2 separate regions of the Anas platyrhynchos genome follow, and region 2 is linked to region 1. The links are chromatin contacts, called in public Hi-C maps. All regions are on one chromosome and are shown on one strand. Each heading gives the region's core, a stretch centred on a gene start, on an enhancer-like site or on the middle of the called end of the contact. The rest is flanking DNA. Distances are from core to core; before and after follow the strand shown.

Region 1 (6,366 bases), core at 2,110-4,609:
TTCACTTGTCGGGTCTGGACAAAAAATCTTTAATTCTTAACAGTAAAGCTTAGGTAAGGGACTGAAGAGCAGAGGACTACAAGAAAATAGTCTCAGATTCAAGACCTAACAGCATTTAGGTTACAGATACCAAATCTCTGGGCTTACCTGAGACACTCAAGATTTGTAGGCGCACCCCACCATTCTGATGGTACCCGCATGGTATTTTGCACCAGGTTTTAGAGGTGGTGCAAGGAACGAGAAATTTGTCTGCAGAATTTCATCCAGAACAATGGAAAGAGCAAAACCAGTCTCTCCATTCAAGCCATGACCCTATTCTGTACTCGTTCCCTTTCCCACCATAGAGACCTCACCATCACAACACACTGCAGGGCTTTCAGGGAATGTCCTCTCAGTTCCTGTGCTGCCCCTGTGCAGGCTACGTGACCTGACAGAGGGAACATACTCATGCCTGCTCAATCAAAAGGGAAGAGAGAGTGTGCTGGGCACGTTGCATCCTCTTTTATTTAGTTAATATCCTTAATTTAGATAGATTAGCAAGCATGTTTTCAGTGTGGGTCACAGCTGCCCACCAACATGTTGTTGGGATCCACAGAGATACTGGTGAGTTTGCATAGATTATAGCATTTCTCATAGAAGAGACACAAATACTTGACATTTTAAAGGTATAATTAGCACTCATTAAAATATCTTCATTCTAAAAGCAATTGTAAGAAAGAGAAATACAGACTGGGAGCTTATAAAATTTTATCAGTTTTCTCATCTCTTTTGAGAAAAATATGCCTCAATTCATTATGCAATGCTATAGTAAATGTTAGAAAAAACCTTGTGGGTTGATTACCAGAACAGCTTTACTCCAGCCTCATTAGAAATCTAAACAACTTCAGATTTCCCCTTCTGAACAGTAAGGTTGAAGTGCAACACCAGAGTTAAAAAGTCTTCGGCTAATTAATGAATTAGCTGATTGCACCGGTTGCCATAACCAAGCATTTCAGCACAAAGCAGCAGCATTCAGTCATAAATAGAGTTGAGCAGGGTATGGCATGTGCACATTTGCATAAAGGATCTGAAAGGTTGATGAGTAGCAACTGGCACTGGAATTTGCTCAGATTCATTAAGAGCAAACTTTTGTGCAAATTTAGGGTAGAATATTGAAAAAAACACCATGCGGACTCATATTAATTTGAGGGCTAAGTTAACCACAAAGAGCACAACCGAGAGTCAAAACTCAAATCCAAGTTCACTTTCCACCAAAGCAGCATCGTTTCATTGCACTAGATTTTCGAGATACGAAAGAAGTCAAAAATATTTTCACAGAACTTCATCCATATCAAAGGACAGCGCTGCAAATGGTTGGTTGCATGCCACACGGCATACAGACAGCATGGGCACCACCATGTCATCCATCACACACTGATCTTTACTCAGACCAGAGAAGAGCAGCCTGCCCGACAGCCACACCATGCAGCCCTTGTTCCAGCACGAGGCAGGGCTGTCGCCTACCAACACAACGAGAAGCCACCTGATTAAATGACAGGTTAGTTCCTCTGCCTGTATGAACAGGAGCTTCGTGCATGGACAGCACTGCAACGGCATCGAGCTTGAATGTGTTTCAGGCTGGAGGTGGGAAACAGAGCCCAGCACAGGAATGGAACTGGCAGTATTTTTTGGACCTGTGAGAACTCTATTATGTTGGCCTGAAAAGGGATAATTTCTGTGTTGCTAAAAGCCTTAATCTGAGACGTGCTGCAGTTAAAGAAATTTGTCTCTCTGGTTTCAGTAGATGCTGCAACAAACATCAAGTAAGGATTTAATTATCGTTATTAAGAATCGAGAACAATTGCATTAAGAACACCTTTCTGTTGAGTAGACTTCATCTCTGTGCAATTCAGCAGTTCAGTGAGCAGCCTTTGGAGGGCAGAGGACGTATGTTGTAACAAAACAAAACAAGTCCATCAGAGGGGCTGGGACACTTCACCGTGTCTCTGCCAGGTTATGCTGGGGCAGTGCTCCAAAGGCTGTTGTCCCAGTAAGAAAAGCACCTAGAGAGGCTCTCAGCACCCACCTCAGAAGCAGAAGGACTACTATGGACACATCACAGGCATGCTTTGCTAGCTCCTGTTTTTGTCCAGGACTTCAGAAGTATTGCCAGTTAGTAAATCTCACACGAAGAACCAGGTAACCTTGAGATGGCTCCAGCACCTACCCATTCAATGCAGACCACTAGTACAACAGAAAGGATGTAGCCAGAGAGATCCAAGCTCATGGCATAGATTATTTAGCTAGCATTTTTTCCCCATATAGTAGAGCTATGCTTCCTTTCGCCTTCTACCATCAGTGTAGACACGCAAAGTTCAGCATCAAGTACCTTATTGCCTCTGCAGTTGTTAACTTGCTTACATGAATTTCCTAATGGCTTCCGGAGACAGTTACCTGTACACGTCTTCATCCCCACGCCTTCAGTTCACCAATGCAGTACCTTACAAACAGCCTGCACAGCTCAGTCAGGCCTGCCAACTTTTCTAGGTAGCCTAAAAGTTAGGTACTCCATGTTCAGTATTGCAATGTACACATTCCCTTAGGCCCATAATCTTAATCATCCTTCTAATATTGGGCTGCTGGTGTGGGATTTAGGTTTCTTTGTTTATCCCTTTTGTTCTCATTTCTGCTCTTTGGAGTGGGTAAGTGCTTTTGGATTGATCCAACTCACTGTGATTTTTCTTCACAGCCTGACGCCCGTCTTTATTCTGTGCATCTCTCTCAATAGAGGAACAGATCATAGACTCATAGACTTGCCTATTTTTTGTTTTGTTTTGTTTTGTTTTTTCACAGCAGTTAGGTAAACACAGAAAATAGAAATGAGCTATTCACCAGGAATGGCATATTTCTCCCTTCTCTCCATCGTAAACATGCATTTTCCCCATGACTGCATGTTTCTAACTTACAGGTCAGCCTTTAGTCCAGACCTATGAGCTCCTGAGGACTAACGCATTTGCTTCTCATCCCAGGTACAGACACATGTAAGCAAAGCACAGGTCCACACTACTTGCATCTGTAAGATAAGCTGCGTACATGTAGATAACCTTGAGGAAAACAAAACAAACAAAACACAACAAAACAGAAGAACAAAACCAAACAAGACCAACCAAACAAAACCAAACACCAGAATGGCAGAATGGTAAGTAAATGAATTCATTAATCACTCTGTGGTGGCACTGAATCCACAGGAAGGGAAGGAAATTCTTGGGAAACTATTTTGATAGTTAGAAAATAGTCTTTGATCCTACTGGGAAGCCTAAAAGATCAGCTGCAGATTATAGTTAAGGATGTCGTAATGGAGACGAGCCAATAGACAGCAAATTGTGAGGGTGTTATGCCAAAGCAGTAGACAGTTTTTTCAGTAGTGTATAAAGGGCATTTGTGGGAAGGGTTATAAGGAGATATTTCTTAATCTTTTTAGATTAGAATGTACAGTTCAAGGCATTTAGAGAAAAAAATAACAATTATTATTTTTAACTATTTGCTGTGTTTATAAGCTTTTAAGTGCTTTATAGAGACCACTTTTAAATAGTGCTTTGGCTTCTGGACAGGAAAAGATCACCTTAATTATTACCTCTTTGCCAACTAAAGCTTAGCCTTCAAGAGGATAGTGCCCAACCTATTCTACCTCGCCAAATCACCCAAAGTGGGTGATCAGCTCAGGCTATCACGAATTTTTGCCAAGATTTCCCAGGCTGAAGAACTTGCTTGGCAAGAGGAAACGCATCGTGAATTTCCTTCCCTATGGGATGTGAGACAGCTCTGCAAAAGACTTTGACAGCATTCCCTAAGAAGGGGTTCTTAGAAATTATACTGAGTTGAACATAGCATCTTCATGGAGGGCTGATGGTACACAGCATGCCTACCGTGATATCCTTCCTTAGATAGCAAAACCACAGCCCTGCTCTGGAATGAAGGCAGCCAGAAAATAAGAATTTCATTGCTACCAGAAGATGTACATTATGTTATTGTTAAAACTTTCTCTGAAAATACCTGGTCATCTATCATATCTTAAACAGTTCTGTAATTTGAAAGAAGTCCAAAAGTAGTTTAGGCAGTTAATTACCCACTTGAAGTGAAAGAGCAGAGTGTTCCTGCGTACTTTCCCATAGCTCTGAGGTGCTCAGTAACAAACTGTAATGGGAACTCATTAACAGCTTTCTAAAAAAACCCCAACTCTTGAAAGAGCAAAGAGAAACTGTGAGCAAAAAAGAAACGTACGGGGAAAAAAAGAAGAGTACTCTGCCAACATTCAAATATCTCACGTGGTATTTGAATGTGTTTGGAGATGGTCATGTTTAGATGCACAGCTCATCAAACACAATTCTCTAGCAATGCGTGGTTCTGCCATTGCAGGTCCCATTGTGGATCCCAAACAATGGCCCCTTTTCCATCATTTCATCTTGAGAAACAAAACCAAAAATCGTTGTTCGCATTAAGGAGCTATTTTGTTAAGCATATTTTGAAGCAAACCAAAAAATGCTGACTTGCTCTGATTTAATTTGGAGAACTGGTAATAACTGTTTCTGCAAATATGTGGTGAGAAATGCAGTGCACCTTATTGATTCACAAGAAAACAAGGAAAGGTGGGCCCAAAGCTGAACGTTCTTGGCCAGCTCCAGATGTGAATATAACTAGAATTCAAACACATTTTTTAAGTGGGATTCTTGCATAAACTCACTGGAAAAATAAGTGCAAGGCAAGAAGGTTCAGAGAAAGGCAAACTTCTTAAAATTCTCTAGACATGCAGGGTGTCTAAGTCAACATCTTAACTTATTCAGCAGGACAAAGATGTCATGCAACAAATAGGAATCTTATATAACACACTCCCATTTTTCTACAACACAGATATTCTCCATAACCCTTTAAGTATCTGAGAAGTCAAAATGGCAGATAAGTTTTACTCTTGGGTACCAAATCCCTATCAAAGCAAAAGCAAAAATACCACAACAACACAGCTGTGGTCCATTGGTAAAGCTCTTAATATAAGGAAACAAAATATAAAGTATGTCAGGATTTTAGGCTTTGCACAGATCCATAAGTATGGATCCCTGACATTCATCACAATAGAAATGGTATAACTTTTTTTGTTGTTGTTGTTGTTGCTTGGTTGTTTTTTCTTTGCACTGTTACAACATAACAGTGTTGATATTTGCCCAGGTCTTAAGGCAAGCTATCTTCAGAGAAGCAAGCTAATATTCCAGGAAAAATAGTGATTTAGAATTTGAAATCCTGTTTTTCTTTATCTGTCATTCATTTTCTTTCCAACAAAGCATTTTTCAGAAAAAATGCGCTTTCTAAAGCATCAAATTAATATTAGGCCAATATTAGGCTAACATCTTAACTGGCAAACATCAGTTAATTTCAATACGTGCATAGAACTCTAGACCAGCTGGGAAACCAGTTCAATAATATGCTTCTATCCAACTTAGATTGATTAATGTACAATTTGACCTTAAAATATATATATTCCTTCATATTACTGGAAATCTTGTGGCTCGGTACAAAAGAGAGTAAACATCACAGGATTATTAAATTTATACCTTAAGGTGCAACTGTGAAGAATGGGTACTTAGCAACAAGAAACAGAGGAGCACAAGATGTTCCATCCTAGTGGCACATTTTGCAAGGAAATAGAAAAGCTCACACCAATCTGTAATGTCTAGGCCAATGAACTGATCTCTACGAACAGCCCCAAACTTGTAATCAATAGGGAAATGACCAGACTTAAAAGCCTGTGTCTGACGAATATACCTTAGCTGCCCAAATTCCTTGACATTTGTCTCCTTACCATCACCATCTTTTCCAATTGGATTTAAATGAGTAATCTCAGTTTTAAAAGGTTGGCTCGATATTTCTGTTGGTTATTAAGGTCGAGGAGTCAAGAGATGAAAACGCTAATTTCTGCCAGCAGATTGCCTGACATTTGAATAAGATTGAAAATTCCATCAATATGGCACATTTTTCTCAGCAAAAGAAGTTCACGTAACTTCTCAGGCATCAACCAGCAGAAGCCAACCCTGAAAGAAGAAGAAATGACAACCACCTGGATGCCCTATACTGTGTAATCCGTTCTCACTTGGATGTTCACACAAATGGGAGCTATGGATTATACATCAGGATAACAACCCAGGGTCCCCTCCAATGCAAACTTAAGATCTGATTGGGGGAAACTGTGGGAATCTGGAGGGATGAACTCAGGGATGCAGCTGAAGGGCCTGTCAGGGAAATAAATCAGACATATAAATGAGAATAATCTCAAAATGAAGCTGATTACTCATTTTAGAAACTTAAGTGGAAAAAAGACAACTTTTGAAATTACTCCAG
Region 2 (6,366 bases), core at 1,893-4,392, 100 kb before region 1:
TGAGGTCTCATCTGTGTGGACCCTGCCTAATTGACTGAAGAGGTGACGGGGCTGTGTTGTGGTGCTGTTGCCCATTGCTGCTGTCCTCCTAGAGTTAAGGGGTTTTGTGTCCTGTGAACGTTACACACACAGAGCTCACCGTGCTGAGTGTGGTGCAGAACTGGGTTAGTACTGGTGTGTGTGTTACGAGACTAACTCACAGAGCAGTCTGAGAGAATTCGGTCTCTCAGAACTTCTGAGAGTCACTGAATGCCACAGGTATTCAGCAATTTACAATAGTGTTAGCTAGAACAGTTTATTATGAAAATGGAGAAAAGAATCAAGATCAAAGTAAATTTCCACTGAAGACCATGGCATTTGGAAATACATCGTAATTGGTCATGCCTTTGAGTTGTGTTTGGAAGAAGTAGCGTTCTGGTGTGTGGGTACTAGATGCTTGGTGTCTCTGATGAGGAGGTTCCTTAGGACTTATTTGTTAGTGATTCTGTGTGTAAGCTTCTGAAAAACACAGCAGAGTATGTCATCTTTATTGGATTAGCAGGCATGATGCTAGCATGAACTTTCAAGATGAGGGAAGGATCATGTGTTCAGGGACTTAATGGATTTGTTGAAAGTGAATTGTTTATCTCAAAATTCTGAATGCTTAAGAGATTTCAGAATGTCATCAGATGGCAAAAAGTCTGGTTTTTCACTTATGGTGGGATTCTTGGCACCCTGACTTCTTAAAATTAGTCTTTCCTGTTACGGAGAATAGGCTAGCAGCTGCTTGTGGTTTTTGTGTAGCTCCAGAAAGACAGGTGAGTTAATATGCAACTCTTGGGATATGTGCTGTCAGTTGTGTTTTTTTTTTCTCCTTAGTTCTTGCTTACTTCCTGAATAACATAGGTCATCTAGAAGTAGCAAATGATCTGGTTTCATCTGGCTTGCTATCCTTTGTTTTTTGGAGACAGTAGTCATGTAGTAACAAGAATGGAATATCAGAAAACCATTGTGGTGTAAGGTGACATCTTAACAGATCCTGTGTTAGGATGCATTGTGGCTTTTCTGACAGTGTTCCGTGGAAGAACTCTTTCTGAAATACGTGATATCTCCAAATGCTTTGACAGTCTTTGATAGTGTGTGCAAGGACCTCCATCAGGAAACCTGGAAGTGGAGAAGAGGGAAGGTTAATGAAAAGGAGAGACCATTTCATTTGCTAGAACAGTGGGAGTATACTTCTACTTGTAAGGTAAATTAGCCATGGAGGGTCGACACCCTTGAGTTTAGTTTTCCTATCCTGGGGGTACCAACCATTGTAACACGCTAGGAAACAGAGTTTATGGGAGCAGGTATTTGGTCAAAGTCTGAACAGCACCAACGTCCAGTGAGGTGTTACTGATGGTAGGTCTGCATTACAAGTAGCCTAAGGAGTTCTGGCATCTCTTGTAGAAGATCTTGTGTACTGTAAGTATCTGCCAGAAATGATCTAAATCTACTTAGCCTGCCTTAAACTAAGGAATGGATTATGTCATGGCTTCTCCAGTGGCTTTAGTCTCTTGTTTTCTGTACTGTCTTAATTCCGCATGTAGGGAAGGGTGAGGAGAAGAGAGGAATGAAAAGGATTGAACAGTGTCCAACCGGGTTAGACGTAGTCATATAAAAATGTATCTGGCATACTAACATGTTCTTTTCTGATTTATTTCGGCTTTGCAGCTGACATCTATACTCTGTTTCAATCCCTTAAAACATTTTTAAGAACAAACGAAAGTTCTCTTGACTGATGATCAGATATGACTATGAAACTCGTTATGCATTTGTTGGTGATTATTCTGGACAGATCACTCTCCTGAAGCTTGAGCAGAACACGTGCTCAATTATCACAACACTCAAAGGCCACGAAGGTAAAGTAACTCTCTTAATTCCACTTGACCCAGGTTGTAATACCTCCATGTATATCAGAATGGGACATCCACATCTTAAGGCTAGATACTGAATAAGCAACTAGTGCGACATACTAGTTACAAAAGCTTTTCAAAGCTACAAATACTGACTGTTCCTTAAAGAACAGATGCAACCCTCCTGTGTGGAAATCTCGGTCCTATATACACTGACAAGTATTTTTATTGTAGATGAGAAATAAAGGTAGACACAGGCATTCAGTTAGGCACGAGTCATCCACTAGATGGCCACCTTTAAAAACTTTAGTTTCCTTAACACTGAAAAGAAAGGGCGAGAACGTGTTGCTTTCTCTTCCCTTCCTCCCTCCCCACTCCCCTGGAGATCTTCTAGTATTAAAATAGCTTGGGCAAGACCAAATCTAGATTCTAAAAAGCAGCTTAATTCCTCCCAATGAGGACTTTAGTGTCGTGATCAGTCTATCATGAGACCCTAGTTCATGTTTTCCTGTGTTAGCAGAAGCTAAGCTATACGCAAGAAATCTAGAGAGCCTACTAGAATCAAATGTCTATTTGAAAACAAATGTCTCATGCTGCGTATCATAGCTGAAGCCCTTATGCCAGATGAAGATCCAAGTAGTCTGTAACGTGTTAGAGCTACTGTCTTCAGTAATGACTAAGGAAGAACGCAAATTACAGAAGAATGTATAATTTAATAATATGCTGAGAGAAATAAGACTTAACTCTTCTCACGCCATCCTAGCAACTTTCAATTCAGCTAACTAGTTTGCATCTGGGTAGGGCTGAGTTACTGGGTCATGAGACTGGCCCATTGGAAAAGGCTGCCTTTTCCAACAGCTGTAAGCATAGAGCAGACTTCGTAAGCTGGGTAGGTTCCTGCTTTGCAGATGACTAAAATGACAAAGCTCACTGTGAATAGGAAAGGCAAACTGAAATTTTCCAATGATAAATGCATCATCTGCTTTCAAGCAGAATTCCAGATTGCTTCAGTTAAGTGCAAAATAATTATCCTGGCCCTGCTTTACCTCTACGTTTTGCAACAGTCTGTATTAAAATGCAAAGCCTTGATAGATGGTATTGTTAGTCTGAAAGCAGCACGTCTGGACATGGCATTACATACAGTATGTATTTTATCTGCTGAGTCGCAGCGAGCTTCCAAGCGCCTACTTCAGCAGCACTGTCTGCAGAGCAGACAGCTTTGGCTTTTTTTCCTTGAAGCAAAACAGATTGTGTAGCCTTCTTCCCTCCAAGTATCTGCCTGATATTCCCAAGGCCTGGTAACTCTAAACCTAATCAGTAGCTAGTTCTGAGTGTGGCTGCGTGTGCTAGACTAAAAACCTGACTTCAGCTTGTTTTCCTTTCTAGTTCTAGCCTTAGCTGTGGCTTCATAAGCAAGCACTGTTTACTCTGCAGTTTAAATGGCTTTAGAGCTTGTCGCTCAGTATCATCTTCCAGAATTCTCCACACTTAATAGCCTGCTCTGTGTAATGCTGAAATAATATTTAAACTGCTTTTTATGGAGCAGATGGCCACTGTTCTCTGAGACAACTGTTCCCAAATGGGTCAGTATGAAAACAATATAGTCCTAAAGGAGGCAAGTCGACTCTTGCTAGAGAGAGCTGGAAGGGACTGATTTGGGCTGTAATTACCACTCATCTTGCTTTCAGACTAACAAGGCTCTTGATGACAATTGTGCAATGGATATCTGTAAGGGGAAAAAATGTTGCTGCAACCACAGAACTATAGATGGCATGAGTGAGAGAGTTACTTCTGTCTCCTGTCTATGTTACCATGCATATGGGGTTTAGTTTAAAACTCCTACTGTGAGATGGCTAAATTCTTTGACTATTGAGTGGCACGGCCAGGCCTTCTGAAATCTCATCTCGTAATTTAGTATGTAGTATCCAAATTTGCTAACAGACTCCCAGTGAAAGGGAGTCTGCTTCTTTTTCCAACTATTTTAATGTTAAAAATAGTTGTGTAAGGGGCTTGGTTTACCTGGGAATACTGTGCTCTGTCCAGTAAGCACTGACCAAGCAACTTACTGTATTGTGTATGCTAGTCTCTGCTCGGCAAGCCTTAATGCTTTTTACCTTCCGAAGGTCACACAGCAGCCTGCCAGCTCTTAAAACCAAGCGCAGAAATACAAGGGACAGAAAACTCCTAAATCAAACTTTCTGAATTATGCTTGATTTCTTTCTTCATGGGGGTGTTTTTGTTCTGTTCTCAGTGCTTTTTGCCTCTGTAGCAGGGTTAGCGTTTGTTACTGTGGTAAGGAAGTATGTCAGGTTTCACTTCAGTAGCCTGGGGAGTGACCCCCTTCAACCTAACTCAACCTAACCGTAGAATGTTCTTTCCTAGGAAGCATTACTTCCCTGTGGTGGGATCCTGTTCAACGACTGCTCTTCTCGGGTGCCTCTGATCACAGCATCATCATGTGGGATATTGGTGGAAGGAAGGGGCGAACGTTGCTGCTCCAGGGCCATCAGTATGTAATGGTGTCTTGTCTTTCCTGCATATTCTGTAATGAACACAGAGTCCTAGGAAGACCAAATAGCATGGCGAGATATGTGAATCTTTGTGAATAATGAAGAAGAAAGCTTTTTTCAGAACTGAAGACTTCTGAGGGGGAAGAAGGGTAACTAGTAATTGGAAAGCATTACTGATAAAGCTTTTTTGGTTGTGTTAGTTGGATAATGAGAATATAACATAAAAGTAGATTATAGAAAGAGGTGGGTGAAAGACCTAAATCGTCTTACTTGAGCTTTTACATAAAAGTTGCATGCTTCTGCATTATGTAAACACTTCACTGAGTTGCTTGTGAGGACCTGTGAGGTGATAAACTGATTGGCTAAATTACTGAGATGGGTCACTGGACTTCAGAAAAGCATGTCACATCTCTGCTGTTCTGTAGATTATGTAGTTAGTTGTCTGTATTTAATCAATTTTGTATTTTTAGAGAGACGCTACCTAGCTGCCTCTCGTAAATCTAGGGCCTGAATTCAGTCTGCCAGGCAGTTCACCACCGAAGCTGTATTCTCCTTAGAAATGCAGTGGTGGTAGAGATCTTGTTTATGTTCAAAGATGTTTTTGTATAGTACATTCTCCTCTTGTCTAATTTGTAGATGCCTCCATCCACCTTTGATCAAGACTCATAGCCATAGTTCTAGAACTCTTGTTAAATCTTGAGGATTTAGTTTTATGGCTAAAGAACTAAAAATAGAGTATCGGTTACAAAAGAGTAACTAACGTCAGCAACTGGAGGACTTTATACTGCTGTTACTGCTCTATCATGTGTCCTGCTGAAGACTTAAAACACTGTTAGTTTCTCTTCAAACATCACATTTAGCATCAGACTTCATACTGAATGGGAAAGTAAGTTCTTCTGAGAAGCAGAATGGCTTTTCTAATTCAATTTAGATGTTGCAAAGCAGTTTAATGTTGAGATCCTTTGTTTAGTTTCTTAGAGTTGACTTTCACTTTGCCATGACTCTTTGTTTAGAATTAAACTTACTGGTGAAAGCATGCTTTCATTTGCAGCTACAGACTTACTATGATTTATTAGCAAGACTGGAAACTCCATCTGCTTTCTATATGTATCTTGAGATAAATATTTCTTTTTATTTTTCCAGTTGTCTCTGCTCTGATAAGTGGCTCTCCTTGCCAACAGAGAAGAGTATTTGCATTCACACTCTGAGCCAGATTACACTCAGCTCACTGCCAGTGCTTTTCACCAGCAAGTGTTAACACGGAGCTGTACCTCTGGTATTCTGGTCAAGCCTTAGAGCATGACAAGTTCTAGTCAACCTTCTGGTGCGAGGGTAGGGCTTACATGGCAGCATCTCTTCACTCGTCTTCGTAGCTTTATGTAGACTTACCAAAATGTCTGGAAATCAGTTTTAGCATTCTAGATAGCTTTACAAGGAAAAATCAGGGTTTTCTGGGAAACTAAGCTTTGTTTAAATGAGTGTGGGTAAATAGCATATCCTTTGTTTGCAGTGACAAGGTGCAGGCTATCTGCTACATCCAGCTGACACGGCAGCTAGTATCTTGTTCAGCTGATGGAGGAATTGCTGTTTGGAACATGGATATCAGCAGGGAAGAGGTAAGATCATGTTCTAGGTCAAAGATAGATTTTTATTTTCCTCTTTGGAGGCTGACATGGCTTTACTTGGTCTGTTCCACAGGCTGTTTTTCCTCGTGTTGCCTGAGACTTTAAGGCTGAATAATACCTTTAAAATCTGCTCTGTTCTGTTAGCTGCCCATTGTAGTAGGTAGATCTGGGGGACACAAGAGGTGCAGGACGGGCTCGGCACTACTTCGCTGCTTATCTCAGTGAGACAACATGTTCAGTCTGGAATGGCCACAGCCTTTGCTGCTGGAACACCCTGATGCAGGCAAGCCTTAGCAGTAAAGAGATTAATGGGCAGTGCTTCAAAAGTGTTGAAATAAGTTCTCAACTCATGTCAAA

The links. Hi-C and Micro-C count contacts between places; a contact is called where the count stands out from the background.
Region 2: a contact with region 1 is called in a Hi-C map of F1 follicle, with 3 times the contacts expected there. The contact joins two enhancer-like sites. A contact is called at or near these places in 3 of 8 Hi-C or Micro-C datasets (F1 follicle, F5 follicle and subcutaneous adipose tissue).

The regions. Positions count from the first base shown.
Region 1 is chr9:21,565,179-21,571,544 of IASCAAS_PekinDuck_T2T, reverse strand. The region is part of intron 5 of LOC106019236 (a long non-coding RNA gene); the gene reads right to left. Among named protein-coding and RNA genes, the nearest start is that of SCG2, 29 kb to the left of the region's middle. Within about 2 kb of position 3,359, at least 2 of the 8 cell types and tissues checked have an H3K27ac peak or open chromatin away from gene starts, as enhancers often do. A contact at or near this core is called in F1 follicle and F5 follicle, where this site is marked.
Region 2 is chr9:21,664,932-21,671,297 of IASCAAS_PekinDuck_T2T, reverse strand. WDFY1 (WD repeat and FYVE domain containing 1) reads left to right here. Exons shown (of 12, transcript XM_027463972.3): 6 at 1,768-1,880; 7 at 4,257-4,383; 8 at 5,895-6,000. Among named protein-coding and RNA genes, the nearest start is that of WDFY1, 15 kb to the left of the region's middle. Within about 2 kb of position 3,142, at least 4 of the 8 cell types and tissues checked have an H3K27ac peak or open chromatin away from gene starts, as enhancers often do. A contact at or near this core is called in F1 follicle and F5 follicle, where this site is marked.